Regions from separate parts of the Sus scrofa genome. Here region 1 is linked to region 2. A link is a contact called in public Hi-C data. All regions are on one chromosome and are shown on one strand. The core of a region is the stretch at or near the end of the contact, and the rest is flanking DNA. Distances in the headings are between cores, read along the strand shown. Region 1 has its middle 46 kb from the start of MARCKS. Region 2 has its middle 290 kb from the start of MARCKS.

Region 1 (5,770 bases), core at 2,920-5,419, 340 kb after region 2:
GTGGGTTGAGGAGAGTTTCAACTGAGAGTGAAAACCCCCTCTTAGATAAGAATCCCAGGAAGATGGCTGCACAAGATCTTAGTTTTAGGCAAATTTTATACTTGAAGTAAAAGAGCAGGAAAATATCTTGGCTTCTAACATTTTTTTGTTTAGTTTTGCCATTATTTTAAAAATTTTGGCTGCATCTGCAGCATATGGAAGTTCCCTGGGCCAGACAACAAACCAGCACCACAGCAGTGACCTGAGCCACTGTAGTGACAATGCTGGATCCTTAAACCACTGTACCACTAGAGAACTCCTGGCTTCCAATAACATTGATTTTAATAATAAAGCTCTATCTTTAGATTTTTCTACAATAATATGAGATTCTTAGGGTGACTGACTTTGGTGTCCTTAAAGTTTACGCTCCTAAGTCTCATCTACCATGTCACAGCATCAGGACCAAGACCACATAGAGGCTGCTGGTCTTCATCAGTCCCTGCTGGACAGGCCCTGACTCCACATGGCGCCCACGCCCCAGAGCTGCCCACCGGCAGATGCCAGTCCCCATCCCTGATCGGCTGCCTTGTGGCTGCCACTGATGTGGTCACATAGTTGCCCTCAAGAAGTTGGCACCACCCTTTACCTGTCCTTAGGATTTGTTACTGCCACCCTGATATCCATTTCCAGGGATTTTTTTTTTTTTTTTTTTTTATAAAGACATAGATTTAAACACAGTCGATGTTCTTCGGTTGATTTTAGTTACTATTTTTATGGCTATTCAAATGAGAGCCCCTGAAAGGCAGTTCTTAACTCCTTTGACACAACCAGAGTAGCTGTCAACAGTCTTCTTGTTTGCTAGGAGATTAGAGATGGACAGATGATGAAGGATGGATAGACACACAGATGTAGATAAAACACTATACTAATGTTTACAATGCAAATTCTAGCTCAGGACCATAGGGCTTTTATTTGATCTTGTCTTAATGTCCTTTCATATGCCCTTGTCATATGTCTTTTCATATCCCGAATCCTGCTTCCCAACACCTACAAAATTACTCATTCATTTTACCCCATAAAACATACCCAACTAACAATAGCAACAATGTAATTATTGAAAGTATTGAAGTATTTTTGGTTTTGTTTTCCATTTTAAGGATATGTATACCCTACTTGGGGTCTACAGTCAATTCCATCTTTTTAATTTAATTTTATTTTTTGTCGATGCTTGCAGCATGCAGAAGTTCCCGGGCCAGGGATCAAACCTACACCACAGTGGCAACCCAAGCCACAGTAGTGATAATGCTGGATCCTAAACGCTAGGCCACCACGGAAATCTTCAATTCCCATGTTTTAAAGTCACTTGAAATATTTTGTCCATGAGAGGATGTGCGATCATTCATCCAATAATAAGTTCAAATGTTCACTTTTGTTTGTTTTAGTGAACATGTCTTAAAACTTTACTCATTAACAATATATCCTGGAGATCTTATCATAGGATTTTACTGAGATATTACTCTTCATTTCTTTTTATAGCTATGTAATATTTCATTGTATTAATTTCATTTTCACAGTTGATGGTCCCCTTGTGATCAATATTTGAGTTGTTTCTAAAATACAAATACACTCTCCAGCGAATAGTCTTGTGCATACTTCTTTTCACACATCTTTGGGATAGATGAGAAATGAGACTATGAAAATGGTCACTAGAACATCTTTTAACCTGAATATTCACAGCAGAACTCCTATGCTTTAGGGATAGAATGATGTTACCTGTTCCCCAAGTTTAGCAAATGGAGAGATGAGCTTTTGGCTCCTCATGTGAGTCAATAGTTGTCTCTCCCAGAAGACTCCTGAGCCTTTATGTCAATAGAAGTACATCCAAAATGCCCTGGGGAACCCATTCTTCTTACTTGTACTCAGAACAGGCCTGGGATATCATCATTTACCCCCGTATACATGTAAAATAGCAATCATGAAGAGTAAAAATTGATCTCAAAATTTCCTTCCACCGCATAATCTCTAAGTAAATCACAGGAAGCGATGTTTTCCTCCAGCATTAGACCATAGCTCTATGGGTAGAGCAACATCTGAAGGGTCAGCCTTCTGTTGGAAGCTCAGTCCAAATAACTTGCCATTGAGAGAACTAGAGGGCACAATTACCAGCTCTTACCTCAGTGGGTGAATTTGGATAATTTAAACACACATTTTATGAGACTCTAATGAAATCAAATATAGGCATTTGAAGTTGTTGTTGCAGCTGTTATACTTAAATAATCACAACAGTGAACTCTTCAGTTTTCAACCTTGTGAGCCAACCACTGGGCAATAGTTATTATGACTTCTAGAAAGAATGCTTTCCGCTTCAAGCACGCAATCAAAAATAGAAGAGCAGCAGGAGAGAAATAATAGGATATATCTTAAATTGTCTTAAATTTCCATTGTAACGTCTACTACTTTGAAAAAGCACTGCCCTGACCAACAACTATGCAACAAAGCCTTCTACCACAAAGAGCTCACTGGATTCCCCACGGATCATTTCAGGACACTCTCCTTAAAAGACACATTTCAGAGTTCCCGTCGTGGCACAGTGGTTAATGAATCCGACTAGGAACCATGAGGTTGTGGGTTCAATCCCTGGCCTTGCTCAGTGGGTTGGGGATCCGGCATTGCCATGGGCTGTGGTGTAGTTTGCAGACGTGGCTCCAATCCTGTGTTGCTGTGGCTCTGGCATAGGCTGGCGGCTACAGCTCCGATTCGACCCCTAGTCTGCAAACTTTCATATGCCGCAAGTGCGGCCCTAGAAAAGGCAAAAAGACCAAAAAAAAAAAAAAAAAAAAAGACACATTTCTACCAGTGTAAGAATCCAGTTGTGCGTCTAGAGACCCCTGCGTGATATCTAGGACTAACCCTTACCAGGTGATTTTTTCTAGGGGAAAAAAAAATCATCACGTTAGAGTATCAAGTGGAAAAAAAGTGTAAAGGAAAATGTTAAGACAGATGGGCTCAAGTTGGGCCCTCTCTGCGGCATGTGCAATGAGCCTACAGAGCAATCATGGTGCTGCATCATGTTTAAGTCGAGAAACAGTGGGTGAACTCCCTGGGATACAAAGTTGCCTTTTTAATTTGGCCAGCCACTCATTCCCTTTGCGCTCCTATCCTGGGTCCAGGATTGTAGAAACGTGTTCCCACCTTTGCTTCTAGGGCCACAAAGGCAGCAGGTGAGCTCATGTGGCTGGTATGACGTGGCCCAGAGTAGAAAGTGCCAGAGAAGATAGTAAGTATCAGGTGAGAGTAGCTGAATCCACTTAAAAGTCCTTAGGAGAGGTAGGTTGGGGGGGGGGTTTAATCTGAGCACTTGACCTCCCCACTCCCACTTTTTTGTTTATGAAATCTGCTTACTTGGAGTTCTGGAAAATATGAACCAAATCAAGTCCAAAAATAAAAGTATTACCTTTTGTTAGGAGTGGGAAATACCACCCAAGAGGGAAGGAATCTCTATTTCTTCAAAGACTGAGCTATTGACCTTTTTAGATTCTTGATTTATGCTTTCTTTTCTAATATCTAAGCTCATTAATCTTTGGGTACCAAGGAATACTATGTGATAAGGCCATGCTGATGGTCTTTCATACTTTAAAGCTCCTAACACTGCCTCTAGAAAAGCTAAATGTAGAATAAAACAGTCCGGGAGAAAGTTCTAGTATCCATTGTTCTGCCAATGTAACATCATGCAGAAAGCTGATAGTTCAAGTTCATAAAGTAAAAGTGTACTGAAGAATTGAATCAAAAAAAAAAATCAGTAGATTCTGTTCAGGAAATGGCTTTTTATTTTTATTTTTTTAAAAAAGGAAACTCATGGAATACATCTAAAAATTTGCAAAAAGTATTCTGAGCAGATCACAAAAGTTCTTTTAGGAACTCTCACTCTGCTCCTCCCCTCCCGCCAGGCAGCTCCCCAGGAAAGTAACTCTTGGTGTTGATCTTGTGATTAGAGGGATATTCATTGTTTAATGATCCTGACAGATCTGGTGAGAGTTGTGTAGCCCAGCGGAGTCCTCCACACTGCAATGTGAGGCAGGTGGGGGTGGCCCAGGATCTGGAAGCTCTGACATAATTCTGCACATTCACAGGACTGCCCTTCACCCCTTTTCTCCTCCCAAACAAATGACCTCGCTCAGATCCTGTTTGCGCTTTACTTACTTCCTGCACTGAAGCAGTTTGCCCGTGAGCTTAGCCGTGGATCCCTTTGGAGTTGCCTAGCTGGCGTTTCCTCCTTCTTGTCCTTTTCTCTTGTGCATTTGTTTTCTCAGAGGGGCCCTGGCTCCGGGGACTGAATTACAGGAAACTGACCGAGGCATTCTCTTCCCTCCATTCCTAGAGAGTTAGAAAGCCTGGGAACAGGTTTGGCAAGAATGTCCCTCCTACCCTCAACCCTGATCGCTTCCAGTGCTGCCCACTTCCTCCCACTTACAAGCAGAAAACCTGCATTTATTGCTCTCCAGGCACTTCAGATTCACCCACGTCCCACCAGGCCAGAGGGTGTCCCCAGAATCCTTGTTTCAGAAAGAGGGACACAAAAATTGAAGAAGAGGGAGTTCCCGTCATGGTGCAGCGGAAACCATTCTGACTAGGAACTATCAGGTTGTGGATTTAATCCCTGGCCTCACTCAGTGGGTTAAGGATCCAGTGTTGCTGTGAGCTGTGGTGTAGGTTGCAGACACAGCTCTGATCTGGCATTGCTGTTGCTGTGGCTGTGGTGTAGGCCGGCAGCTACAGTTCTGATTAGACCCATAGCCTGGGAACCTGCTTATGCCGAGGGTGCGGCCCTGAAAAGACAAAACACACACACACACACACACACACACACACAAAATTGAAGAAGAGGCCTCCCCAGGAGTCCCCAGGTCCAGGCTTCTCTTCCAACTGTCCCTGCTTGGGATGGGCCTGCCAGCCCCCTCCTCTGACTTTGAGCTTCCTTCCTGCCTGTGCTTTGTTTATCAGAGACACCAAGTTCCCACTGGGAAGCCTGAAAGAGTAACCAGGAGTTCTAGCTCTTTTTCTCTGTCGTGTTTCTCAATGTCATCTCCTTTCTTTCTCAAAGACAACTGGGTGTTTGTTACTGATTTTCTTGGAATGAGGTCAGTGGACTTTGTTTTCCCTAAGAATGTTTGTGCTACAGGGGCATGAGTAGCAGGGCAGAAGGACAAAAGGAATGAGCGCAGGTCCCCTGGCACTGGGGTCCCTCCAAACTTAGCTTCACCCAAACATGCCAGAACCACTTTCTTCCTGGCTTTTCACATCATAGGGCCCATGGTAAGTCTTTAAGTTTTAAGTAAAATTATCTTTAAAGAAATAAAGAGTTTCAAACGCTGAACTAAAGGAAAGAACAGTTCACTGAGCACTTAGCCTAAAACAGGAGTGAAAAGGCAGAAGGTTCAAAGTTATTTGATAGCTATTGTGTATCCTACCTGCTAACAACCTTATACTGGCTCACACCAAACCTTAATCAAGCCTCTAATCTCATTTTAAAGGGGTCATTAGGTTCAAAACCATGCCCTTCAGGGTCCCCATCCAACTCCTAAGCATCTGAAAATTTAAACATCTCTCCAAAGCAAGGAGACCAGGAGTTTCCAGCCCCCACTTTATGTGATATCTAAATGATGACAGTAAATGAATGAGTTATGTTCAATATCCCACATAGATGAGTTTGGGCTTCCTCACAACATGGCAGCCTCAGATAGTCAGGCTACTTATAGAGAAGCTGAAGTTTTCAAAAGCAAGTACTCCCACA
Region 2 (5,578 bases), core at 2,675-5,174:
TCAATCATATTGGATTATGCTTGATACACACTAAAGACTTTAAGATAACCTTTGTAAAGACCCTATCTCAAATAGCATCACATCCTCAGGTACTAGGGGTTAGGATACCAATCTATCTTTGAGGGGGACATAAGACAAGAGCGGCATACCCCCTGAAAGAATAATTACACTGAAAAGAGTAGAAAATACAAAAGCAAGCAAGAATACTTAACCAAACTAGACATCTGGTTTGTTGTTGTTGTTATTTTGTTTTGGGTTTTTTGTTTGTTTGTTTATCATACAAAGACTAGTTCTCTATAATTCCAGCACATGTGGACATTTTAATTTTGCCCTCAGATTGAGCTGGTTTGTTGCCTAATGTTTTAGAGGCAAAGTACCCATTGGTAATTTTTTTTTAAATACAATTTTCCTAAAGTTGAACAGATAGAGTACAGAGACAGGAAAAGACAAAAACTGCCATGCTCCTGGAATGACTCAGCTATAATCACAGGCCACAGAGGCACAGCATTTTGTTCTTATGATGATTATCAAGTGGACCCCACAAAAGAAAACCCTTAAAATTAATGATTTCACTGCTGTATGTAGATCACCTGGAACAGTAGAAATGTTTTTCAAGTTTCATATTAAAAGAGTCAACTGGTTTTGATACGAGAATAGAAAATATTATAACCCAAGGGGAGTTCAACATTCAATTATAGACCAGAAAATGGCATGTCATAGAGACTAAGAAATTTGTCCAAGTCACCTAGCAAGTTACAATAGAGCCAGGAAAAAATCCAAGGCTTGGTTTCCCCTCCAGGTTAATGATGTTCTGTTAACTACATCACCATCATATCACCTTTGTCTGGGAATCACCTCTTAAACTCAGAATTAGGCTCTCAGTGGTCACGCAGAGCCAAGAAAAAAGTTTACAATCTGTCACGGATGTCATGAACTATTTCTCCACAGGCCAGAACTATAATCACCCCCAAGGACTCACACAAAAACTATATTGTCTTAGAGCTCTATTTAAAGTGTAGTCTTTTATTATTGCAGTTGTCTGCTTTCTCCTTTAAATCTTTCATTCTCCCTACCTTAAGGTTATTATTGCTGAATTTTCAAATCTCAGAATCAGGACACATGCTCTAATGTGTTTATCTGAATACATTTGCACATAACGATTACTTATTGAGTATTACTTCAAAATGACCCATTTAGAAAAGTCTCAAACTGGTTTGAATCCTCACATACATGTGTACATACTCCATTGCCATTCATGGTGGTGCATGGCAATGGAAAAATAGGATGGAATTATTAAAATCAGGATTGCCCTTGATTGGTGATGGGCTAGAGATAAAGGGCTATTTTGACACCATAGTTATAGCAAACAAAAGAAAATTAGAAAAGTTAGAATAGGTGAGGAAATGAGAATTACTGTCTTGAGAACACTATAGAAAATGGTTTCTTCAGAAGCAACAGCTGACAAAACTCCCCAGGCGAATAATATAAAGCCATTTTGTTTAAGGATGAATTTACCTGTGACCAGGGCACAGCCTAGGACACAGCAATTGAGGCAACTAGGATGTAACATATAAGGAAATACTCACTCTAAACTTACTCTCATGTCGACCCAAGTATCTCCTTAAATCTTACATCCTAGGTGCCTCCTTCTCCCCAGTCCTGGGCCTGCCTCTCCTATCCCTCAGCAGTTACTGAGAATCATGACGTTACAATGCTATATAATAATTAACATGCATTATTATTTTTCTGAATCAGTGAAACATTAAATACTGCAATAATCCCATCAAATAAGACTGGGGAATTAATATTTAAAAGTTTTAAATAATTTAAAATTTAAGCAGTTCCTATTGTGGCTCAGAGAGTTAAGAACCTAACTAGTATCCATGATATGGGTTCTATCCTTGGCCTTGCTCAGTGGGTTAAGGATCCTGCATTGCCACAAGGTCCAGCATAGGTCGCAGATGTCGTTTGGGTCTGGTATTGCTGTGGTGTAGGCTGGCTACTGCAACTCTGATTCAACTCCTAGCCTTGGAACTTCTATATGCCACAGCCAGGCCCTAAAAAATAAAATTTAAGTTTTGGCATACAGAGTGTGGAGCTTAAGTTCTCTGCAATGAGCATTCCACCTGAATACCTCACCCCCAATTCTGCTGTTTGACTCCCAGACTCCCACTGAGTTCCTGTACTATTCGTACCTGCCACCTTCCTTCCCTCTCTGATTGATCCAGAGCCATCACCTGACACAGACCAAAGCTAGACCCATCAAAATATAGCTTCAGAGAATTTGAAATTTAGATACAAAGGCTGGCACAGGGGACTATATCCAATTTCTTGAGATAGAACATGATGGAAGATAATACGAGAAAAAGAATGGATGTGTGACTGGGTCACTTTGCTGTACAACAGAAATTGGCACAGTGTTGTAGATCAACCACAGTTTTTAAAAATTAAAAAAAATAAAAGATACAGAGGCTGGAGGTCATCAGAATGTGGGTATAATTATCAGCAAGGAAGTACACATCTCCTACAGTCCGGGAGCTGGTCCTGCCTTTCTAGGCTTGGCTGTTCACCATGTAGAGTCCGTTTGACTGCCCAGCACCTTTCCAGTAAATCTCCCTTTTGAGATGAACTTTACCATTAATTTGTAACTTGTTCCTTGTAACTCCCAAAGCTGAAAGAAACACAGACCCTTCTCTGTGGTGGGAAGTGTGCTAGGTGCTAGAGTACTAAGGACAAACCTAACACAATATCCACTTTGACAATCTCACCAAGCATCAATGGTAAATGTGGTATTGCTCCCACTTTTCTGAATATTCCATAATTAATATATATGAGTCCCTGTCTTTTTTCCAACAAAGAATCCCCTTAGTGTTGAGCCTGGAAATTCTAGGAAGACATAAAACCATGCGGTTTTGTGTATTAAACATAGGACTTTCAGGCTATATTAATCTTCCAGTTAAATGTTTCATTTAAGATACCATTTGATCCTAGTAAATTTTAAATATTAATTACAGAAATTCTGGAGAAAAAAATACTTTTTAGAGAAAAAAGTTTATTTTAGATAAAACATTTTGGAGAAAAAAAAATGTCATAGCCATAAGGTTCACAAATAATTAACAAGGAAGGCAGGAACGTATGTTACAAGTAAAACTAATATTAAGCAGGATTTCTTTTTCACACTTTGAAAAATACATTTTTCTGTAAACAAGCAAAATCTTAGCAGCTGGAAACCTGTTATGTGTTTAATTAAATGGCCCACACATGTGTTTATCATACACCACTAGGCTGCCTGTGACTGGGATCCCTGGGGTGTATGGTCAGTCTTTTGCTTCACTGAACTCCAGGCTAGAGGTCATGGGAAAGGGGGTTCTTGTTTGAGTTTTCTCCCTTGCAGTTCCACAGTTCCTCCACCAACTACTGGCATATAAACAAACCCATGTTCAAAAGGTTATGGACTCTGCTGACCTAACCCACCCTGAAGTGCCAGACCCGGCCACACGCCCTCTGCACTAGACTAGCTTGTCCAGCTCATCCAGGCAGCCCCTCTCCCCCAGGCCAGGTTCATCTGATGGATTTGCCTTTTGCTCTCTTCCTCCCCTGGGGAGAGAGATTCTCAGCCGAGACTGGGGCCAAGGGGACCAGTGAGGCTGAGATGCTGATTCTCCCCCGGAGGAGCTGAAGTTCTCCAGATGGCAGCAAGCGCTCGTCATGCAAATTCTTGGCAGCAGGGAGCCTGTCAAGTGGCTACTGCTGCTTATTGTTACCGCCACTCCCCCACCCCCTGCACACAGACGCAGAAATACCATCTGTCTCCTGTGGGGCTCAGGGGGACTTGGAAAGTCCCGGAGTCGATGCCGCTTAGCAGTCCTGCGCTGTGCGTGCAGCCCCAAACAGGAGTTGCCTCAAGATGGCATTCAGTCTCGAGGATCCCTGAGCCAGGGAGCTCTACCCCGGCCGGCCGGCAATCTCCCTCCTTCCTGGCCGGGCCCCCGCCTGGCTGCATCAAGGCAGTTTGCTAGCGGATTTCTCATCCGATGTTGATGAAACAGAAATACCAAAATCGGTTCTATTTATCCCCTCCGATTCTGGGAAGAAGATAGAGTAAGTTAGCAACACGTCTGTATCCCTAAGTGAGAGAAGGAATAGCGGAAAGCACACCCCGGAAATGAAAAACCCAGGAAGTGTAAAGGATGCCTAGAACATCGAAATGATTTCTTGCTTGCTTTCCCTCCTCTCTCACAACATCCTAACTTCTGACTAACCAAGATCTCTCCCTAAATGTAAAAGTTTTATGTATAAATAAATGAATGCTGTCAATCAAAGATTCTAAGCTCTAGAAAAATCTCAAAATTTTGTCCATCATTTGCGTCCTGGAACCACTGCAGTCATTCAATAACTTTTCTAATTATCATTGTTGAAATTTTTTTGGTCATATATATAAATACAAATGAAAGCATAATAATAAAGTTCCACATCATTTCTGCATCCCTCATGTTGTCTTTTTCATCCCAGAAGTATGGGAGTGAGTTATTAATATGCCTAAATTCAGAGGAGACTATCGTCCTCTATCCGTGCAAAAGTCCTCTTTTACTATATTTTAAACCTTTAGTAATAATCCCCTATAGACATAGACTTCCACAAAGAACATGTACTCTCCACTTTCTAATCTACCTTCCATATATTTCCTTAGAAGAACATCCTTAAAAAAATTCGCTGTTTTGTACTTACGTACTTTTAAAAAATTATATATATTGAACTATAAATTGTATCATTCCTGACTTATTCACCAGTATTATGCTTTTAGATCTATCTCTATTGCTAATCTTCCTCACAAAGGATGTCAATTTCCCATAAAAAGCCCCATTCTGTCCTGACTAGGAAAATGACTAGTAAAGTGACTTTTCCTGGTGATAAGTTTGAGAACGGCTGGCATGCTCTGCTCTGTTCTGCCTGCCTCCTCAGCAGTCCTGGCTGCCTGCAGGGAGTCCAATTTGTCTTCTGCTCTGGTTTTCTCTCAGTTGGGCCCCTTTTCTTCTCCATTAAACTGTATTTTCTAATGCTACACTATCCGGCAATAAAAGCATTATTTAGATTTGCATCTGTTCTTCCTTTTATTACTCCAATTGTTCAGAATCCAAGAAAGGAAGAGGCTCATTCCTTATCAGGGGCATCCTCGAAGACCCCAATAGCTTTGGTAAACCTAGGTTTCATGGTTTGCATTTTCACGTGAAACTTCCATATTCCTCTGGTGATAAAACACTTGCAGTTGCCTCCCGTTCTTTTGCTAATATAACACTAATAAACAGATTTTCCTATGATTATGGGGAGATTTCTCTGGGGCATACACCAGGGGTAGGATTGTTGGATCACAGTTACGTGAATATTTAATTTTACTATAATAGTAGGAAATTACTGCCTGAAGTGACTACACCATCTTACTTCCACCAGTAGTCAATATTATGAGGCTTTCTAATTTTTGTCAGCCTGATAAGGATAACTCATGATTGTTTAAATTAGTAAGTATATGCTATTAACTATTTGATCTCCATCCCCATGCTTTCATGAACTCCTATTCATG

What was found. Hi-C and Micro-C count contacts between places; a contact is called where the count stands out from the background.
Region 1: a contact with region 2 is called in a Hi-C map of retroperitoneal adipose tissue, with 1.8 times the contacts expected there. The contact joins two enhancer-like sites. A contact is called at or near these places in 3 of 47 Hi-C or Micro-C datasets (alveolar macrophages, embryonic fibroblasts and retroperitoneal adipose tissue).

What each region holds. Positions count from the first base shown.
Region 1 is chr1:79,832,937-79,838,706 of Sscrofa11.1, forward strand. No RefSeq gene overlaps it. Among named protein-coding and RNA genes, the nearest start is that of MARCKS, 46 kb to the left of the region's middle. Within about 2 kb of position 4,170, at least 11 of the 83 cell types and tissues checked have an H3K27ac peak or open chromatin away from gene starts, as enhancers often do. A contact at or near this core is called in retroperitoneal adipose tissue, where this site is marked.
Region 2 is chr1:79,495,152-79,500,729 of Sscrofa11.1, forward strand. No RefSeq gene overlaps it. Among named protein-coding and RNA genes, the nearest start is that of MARCKS, 290 kb to the right of the region's middle. Within about 2 kb of position 3,925, at least 52 of the 83 cell types and tissues checked have an H3K27ac peak or open chromatin away from gene starts, as enhancers often do. A contact at or near this core is called in retroperitoneal adipose tissue, where this site is marked.